4 separate regions of the Mus musculus genome follow, and all the other regions are linked to region 1. A link is a contact called in public Hi-C and HiChIP or PLAC-seq data. All regions are on one chromosome and are shown on one strand. The core of a region is the stretch at or near the end of the contact, and the rest is flanking DNA. Distances in the headings are between cores, read along the strand shown.

Region 1 (3,508 bases), core at 27-2,526:
ATAACTTATCAGATTCCAGCACCAGGTAAGGACACTGAAACTTCCTGTCTCGTGGAGGGAACAACTACGGAATTCTTGGACTTTCCTTTAGTGGGCGCACAGGTGCTCTCTCTCTCTCTCTATCCCCCCCCCCTCTCTCTCTCTCTCTCACACACACACACACACACACTGATTTTATCAGTTCCATTCCATTAGAGAACCCTAATTCAGATGGGTAGTGAAGATGATTAGAGAAAGTATCTAGGTATTTAATCCTCAGGAGATAAGGATATCTGAGCAGCACCAGGAGCCCAGGTTGGGTCAGGAGCTAACCCAGGTGACCGCCATCGTATACAGAGGGAAGGGGACTCGCAGGGCTCCTGAATCAGAGCTGCAAGTGGACAGGAAAGCTAACTGCGACGAGGTCGGAGAAACCAGAGGCTTCAAACCATGTGAGACTATTCAAACCATGTGAGACTAACAGGGGAGTTTGCTTTCGGGATGGATTTGTATATCAGAGAGACAAGAACCCGGGAAGCCAAATAGGTAACAACCTGGAAAGAGGCCAGTGGTGGCTACGCTGAGGTAGTGGCTGGGAGCAAGTGGTCAGCCATCGACCTCTGAGTGTATTTTAAAGGTAAGGTCACGGGGCTGCTGATCACGTGGGCTAGTGCGTGGAGAATTAAGATGGTCAGGGGTGAACCCAAGATGTGGAAATGAAGGAGTTGCCTTCACTGTCCGAAAGAGTCGGGAGAGGAAGTCGGACTTAGCAAGGGCAGGTGCTGAGCCTGGAAGCACGCAGTTTGCATCCAGTATCCTTGTGGCGCCTTCTAGCGGGTGGACAAACAAGTCTGTCGCTAAGGAAAAGCCTGAGCGTATGAATGGTGTTTAAAGCCACGAGCTTTCAATGAGCATGAGTGGGTATAAGAAAGGATCAATAGTGGCCTCTTGCTTAGCGTGGCAGGGACAGAAACTGCAGACGCCAACAGCGTGGGCGACGACCTCTCCATATCTCCTCACTGAGTCTCTCCATCAGCAATATCCACACTGCCGACCCAGCAGCAAGCCAACAAAACAACCAACCAGCAGGGGGTGCTACTGAGCGCCCCTCTCCACCCTCTACCTTCGCTCTGCTCATCTCGGAACCATCTCCTGGCAGAAAAGGGAGCAGGGAAGTATGACATTAAATTTCAAAAGCTCTCTCTTAAATAAATAAACTCGAAGTAAATGGTGTTTGCCGTTTGAATGGGCAAGCTTCAGTTTGTGCTCAAATGAATTCATGTGGCTTCAGCGCTTCCCCTGGGATGTTGAGCAAGTGAGCTTTCATTTTCACTGTGCGTTAGGCCAAGAATAGGAGGAGGGGGCCCTGGGATCTGGACTCATTTAAATCCTGCGTGAAAGGGATCAAGGCCACTAGCAGTGGTAAAGACCCAAACAGACACTGTAGCGTCTGCCAGAGTCCCTCCTTCCATATTTCCCTGGCTATTAGGGTTGGTCCGCCCTCTGTCTCCCCAGCCCTTGAAGGACTACAGCCCCTTGCGCTTCCCCTGGGAGAGGGCTTTGTTCCTAGAGCACGTTTTGCCCCGGGAGCCTTGCTCTCCCACAGAGATGCTTTTCAAGCAATTGCCCAACTCAACCAAGCTTCTGCTTCCTTGTCTTCTGCCTGCAGTCTGTGGTCACAGATTTGAAAGACTTAATAGACAGACAGACCCGTTTGTCTCTCCCCGAGTGAGGAAATGAAGATTTCCACTTGGCGCTGTGTTTGTCTTGAGAACAAGACCAAGCAGAAAATCGCTCCCGTGTTGCCCAACTGCCGTCCTTGGGAAGAAAATTTTATATTTTTTTTCTTTGCAAAATTTTATTCAGACATTTTGGGCTATTATTTGCTTAAACCTTCCCCACTCTTTCTCCTCCCTGACCAACCCTGGTTTTGAGATGGAAAAATAAACTAGCCCCAGTATCAATGAACACCAGTGACTGTTTTCTTCTTTCATTATTTAAAAAAAAAAAAAAAAAAAAAAAAGCCATGTTTTGTCACAGGCTATTAACGAGTCACTAGGTGCTCAGGAAGTTTTCAATGCCTTTTCTTTTCCTAAGTTCACCCCTGCACCAAACACGGTGCCCACAGATACTGACAACTTCCGTCTACACAGCAACCCAGCAAGCTTTCTAATCCCGTTGGACCGATGAAGCAACTAAAGGCAAAGGATTTAGGGATCTTGCCTTAAGGCGGCCCTCAAGCCTGGTCCAGGAGCTCCTGCTTCGCAACAATGTCTGCATCCGCCCCTAAGATCAATGAGCTCTGCATCCTCCTAAGATCAATGAGCTCTGCACCCTCCTAATATCAATGTGCCTTGTTTTCTTGGAGTTTGTGCAGTTTGCACAACACTCATAATTTGAGTCAAAATACATGGGCTTTGTCAGAATTGTAGCACAGTGTGCTAATTACTAAGGAAGTGCAGCACAGACTCACGTTATCCTTTACACTAAGAGACTCAGACTTACGGAGGGTGGCAAGGCTTAGAATGCCCTTTAAAGGGCTTATCTTGCAGACCAGAGACCCCCAACCACTTTTGAAATCACTTGAACATTTTGGACGATGAAATGAAACAAGTGATCCAATTGACTTTCCCGTTGCTGTGATAAAATGTGCTGATCAAAAACAGCTCGGGGAGAAAGGGTTGACTGCACCGTTCTCTTGTATGTCACTCCATCATTGAGAGGGGTCAGGGCAGGAACCTAAGGCAGGAACTGAAGCTGATACTGTAGAGGAATGCTATCCTCTGGTCTGCTCTCACTGATTCATGGAGTGCCTCAGCTTTCTAAGCTACCCATATCAGTTTTTTTTTTTTTTAAAGCCTCCATTTTGCTCTCAAGAACTACGGTGCCTCCCATTATCAGCAGTTCTGAGTCAACGAAGGCATGCGTGAGCTGGTTCCCACCCATCAGGCTATCACAGGCACACTTTTCATTTTTCTTATGCACATTTTTATTGTCTCTTTGCTATGAGCTGACTGTATGCACCAGAAAGCACGCATCGGTGCTAATGCAATAGGTGGGAGGTAAAGCTTAGTGCAGCAGAGGGAACTAATGCATCAGGTGGGAAGTTGTAGGACCGAATGCACCAGGCATGATTTGAGCTTCAAGTAACAAGAGGTCAATATCGTGCAAGTGGTGAAGGTTAGACCTCATGCAGCAGGTGGGGGGGGGTGTATTTTGAGGTGTCCGGGTCATAAAAGCCTCCCTCTCAGCCAGAGGTATCTGGCCACCGTCACTAGGTTCCTCTTATACAGTCCCAGCCCAGCCAGAAGCAGGCTCTCCTAGGGAATGGGAAAAGTCAGGGAGGAGAGGCAAGGAAAGATACTAGAAAATAGGCCACTTGCGAGAACTACCAGATCATTGCAGGTGCTAAATGAAACTTTGGTCACCCTGAACCAGACAGTGCTGGAATCCAACCCTGCTTTCCCCACGTACCTACCAGGTCTGTGGGGCAGCAGAGAGATGATTGAAGTGGAAACTTCTGGTTTAT
Region 2 (3,530 bases), core at 472-2,971, 580 kb before region 1:
GGAGGGAGAGGTGCACCAATGCAGACATGCCCTTCTTATTCATTTCAAATGGGTCCTCTCACTGAACCAGGAGCTTGTCAGTTTAGGGACCAGCTGGAGGCCAGCAAGCCTCCATGATTGTCCTGTCACCATGCCCCTAGTACACAGAGAGACATTTTTGCAAGGGAGCTAGGAATCCAAACTCAAGTCCTCTCACTTCAGGCACTGAATCATCTCCCCAACCCCAACCTGTTTCTACCATAGCTCTTTCCACTGCCCCCCTCTTACAAATTAGCATTTTTATTTCCCATCCACAGAGAAATTCTCAGTAGGGACTATTTTTCTCCGACATTCAGAACTCATACCATCTCGAGGGTCCTACCTGCATGCAGTTGGAAGAATGCACCAGCAGTGTCTAGCCCTTTGGCTGCACCCTAGCCCAGTGATAAATACATCGTATCTTCACAATCGGGCCGGCTGCGGATCGCTCAGACTCCAGACTCACTTGGTTCTGGGGCACTGAGCACCCTATTATACATGGATGAGGGCCATGTACCCTATTCCTTCAAGGTGACCCGGTAATGCTGAGATCAAAGTTGGCTTCCACATCCTTGCCAGCTTCAAGCCTACCAATGGACGTCTGAGTCCTCTTGGCCACGACAGCTCCTGAGGACCACTGGATAAAGGCCAGGGTCTCACAGTGCTCTGCAAAAAACCACGAAGCTATCTTTGCCCTTATTTCTGCCCAAGCTGTCTATTCACCCAAGAGCCAACACGGGGTCTGGGGTTCTGGGGGCCCTTTTTCTTCTTCACTATAGTTGCTTGGTTTAAGAAACACCGAGAGAGCAATTACTCTGGGAAAATGAACTATCTGCATGCTCCAGCTGCATAAAGTTATTCTCGCTCATAACTAAAGCTAGGTGCGAGGATCCGCATCCAAGACATCTCCTGAGGGTTGTGCCTGCACACTGAGCTCATCCGACCTAGTTTAAGGGCAGAATGGAAAAAACTTGCCACCAGCTTGTTGGGTGGGACTGAGTGTGCTTCCCACCCGATCCTCCCTACATTCTCAGCAAAACGCCCTAGTTACCTGCTTGGGGGCTGGGGGGAGGAGGGTTCGGGCTGTAGGGTGGCAGGTAGGTTATCTCCATCTCCAGTCCCCAGTCTACCAGAGACAGGGCAGCAGCCAGATAGAGGATTTGCTCCAGGCTAGAGCACACGGTGTGGCCACCTACCTCTTGATGTAGCTGCTGAGGCGATAGAGCTGCCCTTCTAGGCGCACAAGGCCGTCCCCGAAGACGTTGAAGCCCCCACGTGCGGCCGCGGGTTCCCCGGGCCCGGGCACCAGGAGCTGCTCACCGCGCAGTTGGAAGGCACCAGGCTGTAGGCGGAGCAGCTGCGACAGGGGCAGCAGGGCCAGCTCGCAGTCGCACGTCCACAGACTGCGCAGCTCCCCGGATGAAATGGAGGTCAGGCTGGGTCTGGCCACAGGCTCGCACGCTGCAGTGGCCATACTCAGGCTGTGGCTCTGTCCCCTTCCTACCCTGAGGGTCGCTAAGTGGGAGGAGTAAATCTGTGGTCTGTCCCGAGCTACCTTGGGCTGCGTGCAAGTAGTAAGTAGCTCAGGAGCCCTCTTGTCACCTTGAAGGTTGCCCACCCTTGTGGAGCGCTGCAGGCAGGACACTGAGAAAGCGGTCCCCGCGCTGCGCAGCCCCTTTTATCAGGCACCAGGCACGCCCCTCCGGCCCCCAGGCAGGACCCCAGATGCTCCTCCGCTCCGGCAGAGCAATCAGTGTTTCATAACTTGGCATGCTCCCACCTCGCCTGCTCACAGCCAAGACTAACTTAGTCATCCCACTCGGGTCAGACACTCAGCCCCCGCGCGGGGCCCTCCCTGCCTGGTCCACACTGCATGGTGCAGCATCCTCCCCACGACAGATGCCCAGGCCTGGCTCAGCGCCGATTAATCCCTCAGGTACCACAAAGCGTTCCTGACCACTTCTCCACCTGGGGCCCAGGGGCTGTCAGCTTAGGCTGGGAGTTGCTGCATCCGTATCTACATCCCCCATTCTATGCCTCATCTGTCTGCAGCTCACTCCACCTCCACCTAGATGACCCAGCTTTTCCTTCTCTCAGCACTTCCTGGAGCGGGTTCCCACCCAGCATCCTTCCATGAAGGCCTGCCACTTTCCCAAAAGGTTTTCCTGCATCCCCTGTGCACTCCAGACCTTGACCCTCTTGCTTTTCGCTGCCCGGTGGCCCCTTGACAGCTTTGTGCTTGGATTCAAGCGGGAAGTCCCCTAGCAGGCCTTCCCAGCCCTAGTCCCAGAATCTGTTAATTTGCTCAGTTTATAAATATTTGAGTGCTCTGGCTACGTGCTCACACGTCTCCTGAGGGATGAAAAGACTATTCCTTTCAATTTAATTAAATGACTATTTCCAGCCTATCTAGTAGAAGATGAAGAATAAGCTAAATCCTGAGAATGTGGGTGGATAACCACAACCCCTGTTATCATCCAACTTGTAGTCTAACAGAGGAGCAGGCATGTGTTCCAGCAATTACATTGACTGAGTCTCTGCTCTCGGTAAGCTGGCATGAGACTCCAGGCAGCGCCGAGAGGTAAAATTTAGAGTCTATCTTCAGTTTGTCTCTGAGAGCCTCCATAGAGCCTGGGTTTAATTGATTCAAACAGAAGCATTTCTGCTACATTTCACTTTTGCCATTTACTTTTGAAGGTTTTAAGTTATTTTTATTTGTGTGTGTGTGTGTGTGTGTGTGTGTGTGTGTGTGTGTATGAGTGTTTGCATGTATGTATGCACACCTCATAACCACCGAACCATCATCTCTCCAGCACCCTCACCCCAGGTGTTGTAGAATTTTTATTCTGCTTGCTTCATTTGATGGTAAGAAGCACGTTGTGTTTCAAACAGCACTGCCTTGGTAAACTATTTCAAACCACTAAGCTATTTTCCATCAAAGGAATGCACTCTTCTTTGTCTAGACTTTCCTTTACTGCAACATTAAAATCACTTTGTTTTCTCTTACTATGGTAACACACCATTACACTTTCCATCTTTTCTGCACTCCCTCCCCTCTCAGAAATGGAGTTGCTGGGATAAGTGACAGGAGACAATGCAAGGCTTATGCTTATAGTTAAGAGGTGACAGCCTGAAGATCTAGCCATCCTCATGTGCCCATACTTGGGTAATAGTGATGTCATCAAGGCACAGGGGCAGCCTTCTAGCCTCAGAGCTTTAAATGGCCCTGTTGGGTGCCTGGATGGTCAGCTTTGATTGTCAACTTCACACAACCTAGAATCACCTGAATGGATAATCGTCATTGATGGATTATCTACACCAGGTTGGATTGTGATTATGTTTGTTGGAAATTGTTTGATTTAATTAATGTGGAGAGATGTACCCCAAATATGGGCAGTGATTCTGATAGCTATAAAGATGAAGGTGCATGGAAGAAAGAAGGCTCTGCCTATTTTGGCTTTCATTCTTGCTGGTGAATCCATCTACTCTAAGCTGCTGCTGCTGCTGCTGCT
Region 3 (3,171 bases), core at 575-3,074, 670 kb before region 1:
GCTGACTGAGCTGGCTTGGTCACCAGGGACTTGTGAAAGAGAGTCGTGGAGAGGGTTTTCAGCGGTGAGGGGCTTGTACGGTAGGTGGAGTCACGGGAACCCTTCCACCTGCCCCTGGACTGTAGCCACACCCTAAAGTATAAGGAGTCTTCAGCTTCCACCCTCCCTCTGCAATCTGAGTTCACACTCCCGTGAGCTGGAGCCCTTTGCAAGCAGGAGCCCTGTGGACCTCACTCTGCCACCGTGGCCACCACCCCACTGCCACAGCAGCAGTAGCAGCAGCAGCAGCAGCAGCGTCCATGTTCCTGCTGTGTACTTTGCCCTGTGAGTTAGTCCAGTGCAGTCAAGACTCAATTTAGATGAATAAGAAAACAAATATACCATTTAATCCAAATAAAGTATGCTTGAAAAGTACTCAGACTAATTTTCCTCCCGTGGCCCTTCCTTGGTTCCGGAAGTCTTTTCTACAAGACAGCATCCTCTAAGCTCTCGGCATGAAGCCACACAAAGTGTACCTCTGTTTACACACATGGGCTCTAATGCTTTAAGACTCCAACGCTGGCCTCACACTGCAAATGTGTGTGCTTGTGTGACCCCAGGCACGGAGCTGCATCTCTTCACACCACGACTGCTCACTTTTTGCTTGCGTACTTACCCAGTTCCAACGATTACTTTGTTGTACTGTGGCATGCTGACAATGTCTGTCACCCAGCGGGACTTCCGGCTGGTGGACTTGCCCTACAGAATTGAGAGGTGAAAATAAACAAATGTATATGCCTTTAAAAACCTATATTTATTTAATTTAAACTTATTTCATTTTTACTGAAAAGAGTCTACTTTTGTCTCACGTGCATGAGTGTTGGTCTGCATGTATATATGTACGGGCACTACATGCGTGTTTGGGGGGCTCAGATGCCAGAAGAGGGCATCTGGTCCCCTCAGAGATACAAATGGTTGTGAGCCACCATGTGGGTGCTGGGAATGGAACTCAGGTCCTCCAGAGGAGCTGTCAGTGCTCTTAACCACAGAGTCATCTCTCCAACCCCCATAGTTTTCTTTAATTGATTTTTTCTTTCAAGGGGAGGAACTTGGTACATTAGAAGAGCTAATTCAATGCTCTCCCCTAGAAGGGGCTGAGAAGTTTAGTTGTAACTTCTAGTTCTAAGCTCCCTGGGGGCAGAGCCTGCACGTTCTGTCCTCGTTCTGTCTTCAGCACCCAGCACAGAGCCTGTTTTACCACAGGAGCTCAAATGTTTGTTGAATGAGATGGGTAGGGGGTGGGCAGAAACGGGCTGGACATTCTTTCTCCTAATAACACTTCCCAAATGCATGCTGGCTTCTGAGTTTCTGATTAGTGATTCTGATGGAAAACCTTAGCAGAACCGCCTCCCGGACACAACCATGGAGGGGGTGGGGATCCCGTTCCATCTGTCATTCAGTAAGACACATGATAAATTACATGACTGAAGAAGCCTGCGTAATTCATCACTTCATCTGAATTTAGAAGCGAAAAAGAAGCATTTATCTCGGGCTCCTCGTGGGGCTTGCATTTTATTCACATCCCCTAGACTCGCAGAATCTGCCGCGGATATATTATATTCAAGGGCACAATTTATGTAATCACGCCACTTAAGGAGCAGTTTAAAATAGCAAATAAAATCAAACCGTGGCACTCAGCATCCTTATCAAATGAAAATCACATACAAAAATCGGCTTCTTTCTTTTCAACTTCAGCTGCAGGGACCAGAAATAAATAGTTCCGTCTTCTCGGAGGGTGATTAAGGTGTCATCGGGCAGAGGGAGAATGCGCAGCACGGGTCTCCCATATGTCAGCCTCTGCTGAATGGCAGGCAGCAGGAGAGAGGCCTCCGCTTGCCGAGCTGCCGCCTTGGCTTGCTCCGAGTACTCCAGCTGCAGGTATGTGCAGAAACTGTCCTGGAGAGCAAGGGACAACTGGTCAGGCCCTCTGTCATTTTGGTTTTCAGAAATTCTCTTCACCAGGGAATGTATAAAACTCTTCTTTCGGGCATTACTAGAATTATTAGCACACACTTGGGGAGCTGTTACTGCAGGGTACTCTCAGCTGGGCCTGGTGCTCTGTTGCCAGCTGTCTGCCTTTCTTCCTATGTCTTCCCTCTTCCTCTAAAGGTGGTCTGGGAGTGAAGTGGGCACCTCAACAATGGTGGCAGTTGTTTCTAGCCATGTACCATGCCTGACCCTCACGATGTGGGCCTTCACCTCAATTCTCACCAGGATTATAATTTAATCTCATTTTATAAATCAAAAGTCTCAACCGTGGAAGAGCACAGTGACTCACTTAAGAACAATGCTTGCTCATTATCTTCTGGTCCCAGGCACTGTGGGAGCCACAGGTTACCGTGTAGACACGCCTAAGTCTGCACAAGAGCTACACCACACAAATAATCAAAAAACTGGCACAGAAATGGCATCAAGAAACCTCAGTCACTGCCGGGTGGTGGCGGTGGTGCACGCCCTTAACCCCAGCACTCGGGAGGCAGAGGCAGGTGGATCTCTGAGTTCAACGCCAGCTTGGACTACAGAGTGAGTTCCAGGACAGCCAGGGCTACACAGAGAAACCCTGTCTCAGAACAAGAAAGGCCTGAAGAAGATGCAGGCCAGCAATGCAAACGGAGTGAGCATACCACAGAGGCCATCAAGGCCCTGGTGAAGCCTAAGGCCGTCAAGCCCAAGATGCCAAAGGGCCCCAGTCGCAAACCCAGCTGGCTCACTTTCATCACTCACCCCAAGCTTGGGAAGTGGATTCAAAGCTATATGGTAAGGGCCATAGGCTCTACCAACCAAAGTCCAAGGTTCATAGCACGGCAGAGGCTTTAGCTTCAGCTCAGGTTCTCAGTGTGCCCAGAACCCTGTAAAGGCCCTATAGAAAAAGGGTTCTACCTGCCAATGTAAAGAGAGATGGACTGGTGTGGTGGGCATACCTCACACTATTTTCAGATGACCAGCATCCTATGCTGTTTTTACTAATACACTTGAGGCAAGATCTGTTTAAGAAAACAAAACCAACCAACCAACTAAACAACCAACTAACTAACCAACCAACCAACCAACCAACCAACCAACTAATCAACCAACCAGCTTACCAACCAACCAACTAACCAACCAACCAACCAAATAGAACAAATACCTAAG
Region 4 (3,548 bases), core at 367-2,866, 600 kb before region 1:
AAAATTCAGCAATTTCGTGTTGACTTTCCCAGAAGCATCCAGAATGATGCTTGACCAAATCTAGTCTCCTTAGTTCAGCCATGCAGGCACATGGAATGGGCCACCACAGACCTTGGACCTTCCTGAGGCCTTCTGGATCTCAGTGTCACGAAGGCCATGGCAGCTATGGAGCCCTAGAAAAAGTCACTGTCCCCAGATAGAAATTCTCAGAAAACAACCATGGAATTAGAAGGAGTAGAAGGGTTATCAGGTAACAGGGGAGGCAAGTGCATATAATTGAAACACATTGTGGACATGTATGAAATTATCATGAAACCCATCATCAGTATGTGTAGTTAATATATGCTAATCAAGATGCAAGATCAGGTGACTGCTGATAAAGTATCAATAGGAGCTTGGGTGACCACAAGCCGTAAAGCCATTGTACAGTGTGAGAACTTGACACAGCTGGAGTTATCACAGAGAAAGGAGCTTCAGTTGAGGAAATGCCTCCATGAGATCCAGCTGTAAGGCATTTTCTCAATTAGTGATCAAGGGGGGAAAGGCCTCTTGTGGGTGGGACCATCTCTGGGCTGGTAGTCTTGGATCTATAAGAGAGCAGGCTGAGCAAGCCAGGGGATGCAAGCCAGTAAAGAACATCCCTCCATGGCCTCTGCATCAGCTCCTGCTTTCTGACCTGCTTGAGTTCCAGTCCTGACTTCCTTTGGTGATCAACAGCAGTATGGAAGTGTAAGCCGAATAAACCCTTTCCTCCCCAACTTGCTTCTTGGTCATGATGTTTGTGCAGGAATAGAAACCCTGTGTAAGACAGTCATCCTACAGACTTTGTACTATTCTTACATGCCGGTTGTCCACACCAGGCCATGTGCATGTCCAGTTTGGAGCCTCTTTCAGCCAGGAAGAGTTTTCACCAATTTATAGATTTGCCAATCTTAATTTGAAATATTTGTCAATAAGATACACTATCATCCAGTGTGTTTTAACTTTTGGATCAACTAAAAAAAGATTTTTTTAAACAAGGGACCCACAATGCCTGTTAGTAGGACTTTTTTTTTTTTAAGATTTATTTATTTATTTAATGTATGTGAATACACTGTAGCTGTCTTCAGACACACCAGAAGAGGGCATCGGATTCCCATTACAGATGATTGTGAGCCACCATGTGGTTGCTGAGAATTGGACTCAGGACCTCTGGAAGAGCAGTCAATGCTAATAACTGCTGAGCCATCTCTCCAGCCCAACTAAGACATCTTAATGATGAAATTAACTTCCCAGATCTTCAGTCCATTTCCTGGGGTGATTACTGACTATTTTCTCAGTTCAGTTTCAAAAGAAAATTGTCAATGTTATGAATAGTTTTTATTTCCTTTGGGAAGAGTTTAATTCTTGCTGTGTACCCAAGGTTTATTTCTGCTGATTGGAGAACCGGTTAGAATTTATTATTTTCCTTTTTACTGAATTTAATAACATATTTATCCTCCTATGACGAAGTGACACTTTCTTTTCTCCTTCTCAACCTTCATTTTCTTTCTCCAAATACTCTATGGCTTCTCTCTCTAAGTCCCTTCTTGAGGTAGCAGCTGTTAAAGCCACAACCCTCCCATTCTTAGTGTTCCACAGAGCAACCACACCACCCACAGACCTCAAGGGGCTACCCTGTACCTTTTTTTAGCCACAAATTAAATCCATTACAAGTTGAACGCTAAGAAAACTTTTAATTGTGCATATGTACTAGGTAGCATCTCAGATACAAATGGCTGGCCATCAACCTTGCTATCAAAATATGTAGTGTGGGAATATGTTTTTAGAAGGACAGAAAAGATGCCACTAGGGGCCCATAAATCTGCCTTCTTATGAGTATAGGTGCAAATTTACATGTGCAATGATGCAGGTTTGTTTTTATTAGACAGTCTCCTGTAGTAACAGAGCAAGTTGGCCTTGAACTCCTGATGTAGCCAAGGGTGGTCTTGAACTCCTCATTCTACTTCCTCCACCTCCCGAGTGCTAGAATTACAGGCACCAGGCCCGGCCACTCACGCAAACTTTTATATGTGGATTGGATCATTTTTTTCCCCTTTCAGTGAATCCCACTGGAGCTGTGGGGCAGAAAGCGCCCTGATGTCCAGTGTACCATGGTAATGGCTTAGTTTCCCTGGGCTCTTTTTCTCATATTAAGATTGTTAAAGTGTATTTCAAACACCAACTACTACGGTGTACCTGTAGGGAGGAGGACCCTCCCTTGTCACTGGTTGATTGGCACCCCACCTGGCTTTACATTTCAGGGAGGGCTCATCCTGGTGGCCTGCAGAGATCCTTCAGCAGCCAGTATCTTGAATGTTCATTCCAGTGGCAGGTTGGACATCAGATTTGTTTCCCAGGGAAATATCAGTACTGGCTTTACCTGACATATTTGCAAGAGAAGAGTTTAGCCCCAAGGCTTGCTGGGGCTGCTGGCTGCAGAGGGCCATTCTGTGATCCAGGATACATCACAGGTTAGCATCCCAGTCAGATGCCTCCCACAGAGGTTGCCAGGAGGGTCTTCAGAGTGCCAGGGTACTAAGCAAAGTTCATGGGTGCTTGGTTACCCCTGAAAATTCCTCAGAGAAGTGTTCAATGTCAATGACACCCTATGCCACAGAGACAAAATCCTTCCATCCCATAATCATAACCTTGACGGAAGCCACTGGGCCTGCCAGTGCCTAGGGATGGGAAAGGGGGTCCTCTATAGAACCTTGGAGGGCCAGAGGCTGGCAAAGGGATAGAAATGTCCACTCCCTGCCTTCTTTTACCCCTTTAACCCACTGTGTGCCACAGACCCCCAAAGGGCGACAGCTTGAATGTTCAGACCAATCAGATAAGTTGGCTGGATGTCTCTTCACATTCCAGAAGACTTGGAAATGAGAATTCTGCCAAAAGTGGTTCTGTAACCGATGATCTGGGTGACAGATTGCAGTTGAAAACGTCATCTATTGAACCTAAAAACACAGTAAATAAGGCATTCATTTAACCATCACTACAGAAAGAAAGAGTGTCTCTGAAACTCATCCAAAACAGCCATTTCAGCAATTAGCAGGGAATCCTGGCTTCCACGGGGACACTCAAAAACTAAGCAGAAGTGCATTGATTTCTGCTTATCTGTGCTATGACTGTTGGCTGGGTGTGATGGCACACACCTTTAATCCCAGCACTCAGGAGGCAGAGGTTGGTGGATCTCTGTGAGTTTGTGGCCAGCCTGGTCTACACAGCAAGTTTCAGGCTAGCCAGGGAGGGCTACATAATGAGACTCCTTCACAAACAAACAACAACAAAAATATTGATGGGCATTCAGGGCGTTATAACCACTTTCCATTGGGCTGGAGACCTGAAGTACAGCAGCACATATTGGGAAAGGGATGCTTGAGACACAGGCCAGGGTCAGGGGTCAGGAGTCAGGGGTCATGGGTCAGGAATCAGATTCTGACTGTTGGTTGGTTTACTCATCTTGCAGGACTGAGGAAGAAAACAAGGGCTTCCCACATGAGGAGCAAGGACTCTTCTACTGAGCCACA

The links. Hi-C and Micro-C count contacts between places; a contact is called where the count stands out from the background. HiChIP or PLAC-seq counts read pairs in DNA pulled down with a chosen protein or histone mark.
Region 2: a Hi-C map of bone marrow-derived macrophages shows a contact between it and region 1, with 13 read pairs. The contact joins the promoter of Medag here to the enhancer-like site in region 1. A contact is called at or near these places in 1 of 484 Hi-C or Micro-C datasets (bone marrow-derived macrophages), 2 of 115 datasets of contacts at active chromatin or transcription factors (embryonic midbrain and large pre-B cells) and 1 of 9 other capture datasets (adipose tissue).
Region 3: an H3K4me3 HiChIP or PLAC-seq map of embryonic hindbrain shows a contact between it and region 1, with 4 times the contacts expected there. The contact joins two enhancer-like sites. A contact is called at or near these places in 1 of 15 datasets of contacts at CTCF or cohesin (large pre-B cells) and 6 of 115 datasets of contacts at active chromatin or transcription factors (SST interneurons, craniofacial prominence, embryonic basal ganglia and 3 more).
Region 4: an H3K27ac HiChIP or PLAC-seq map of large pre-B cells shows a contact between it and region 1, with 4 times the contacts expected there. The contact joins two enhancer-like sites. A contact is called at or near these places in 11 of 39 promoter capture datasets (the 3T3-L1 cell line, embryonic stem cells, frontonasal cranial neural crest and 6 more), 6 of 115 datasets of contacts at active chromatin or transcription factors (cardiomyocytes, differentiating embryonic stem cells, double positive thymocytes and 3 more) and 1 of 9 other capture datasets (adipose tissue).

The regions. Positions count from the first base shown.
Region 1 is chr5:148,829,354-148,832,861 of GRCm38.p6, reverse strand. No RefSeq gene overlaps it. Among named protein-coding and RNA genes, the nearest start is that of Gm36405, 22 kb to the right of the region's middle. Within about 2 kb of position 1,276, at least 51 of the 459 cell types and tissues checked have an H3K27ac peak or open chromatin away from gene starts, as enhancers often do. A contact at or near this core is called in bone marrow-derived macrophages and pre-B cells, where this site is marked.
Region 2 is chr5:149,409,940-149,413,469 of GRCm38.p6, reverse strand. Medag (mesenteric estrogen dependent adipogenesis) reads right to left here and starts at 1,721. Exons shown (of 5, transcript NM_027519.4): 1 at 1,215-1,721. The coding sequence starts at 1,492.
Region 3 is chr5:149,502,269-149,505,439 of GRCm38.p6, reverse strand. It overlaps Gm15997 (predicted gene 15997), which reads left to right. Exons shown (of 5, transcript NR_045423.1): 2 at 1,735-1,917. It also overlaps a transcript of Wdr95 not described here. Among named protein-coding and RNA genes, the nearest start is that of Wdr95, 25 kb to the left of the region's middle. Within about 2 kb of position 1,824, at least 25 of the 459 cell types and tissues checked have an H3K27ac peak or open chromatin away from gene starts, as enhancers often do.
Region 4 is chr5:149,429,214-149,432,761 of GRCm38.p6, reverse strand. Medag (mesenteric estrogen dependent adipogenesis) reads right to left here. Exons shown (of 5, transcript NM_027519.4): 5 at 1,039-2,975. The coding sequence ends at 2,851. Among named protein-coding and RNA genes, the nearest start is that of Tex26, 8.7 kb to the left of the region's middle. Within about 2 kb of position 1,616, at least 9 of the 459 cell types and tissues checked have an H3K27ac peak or open chromatin away from gene starts, as enhancers often do. A contact at or near this core is called in pre-B cells, where this site is marked.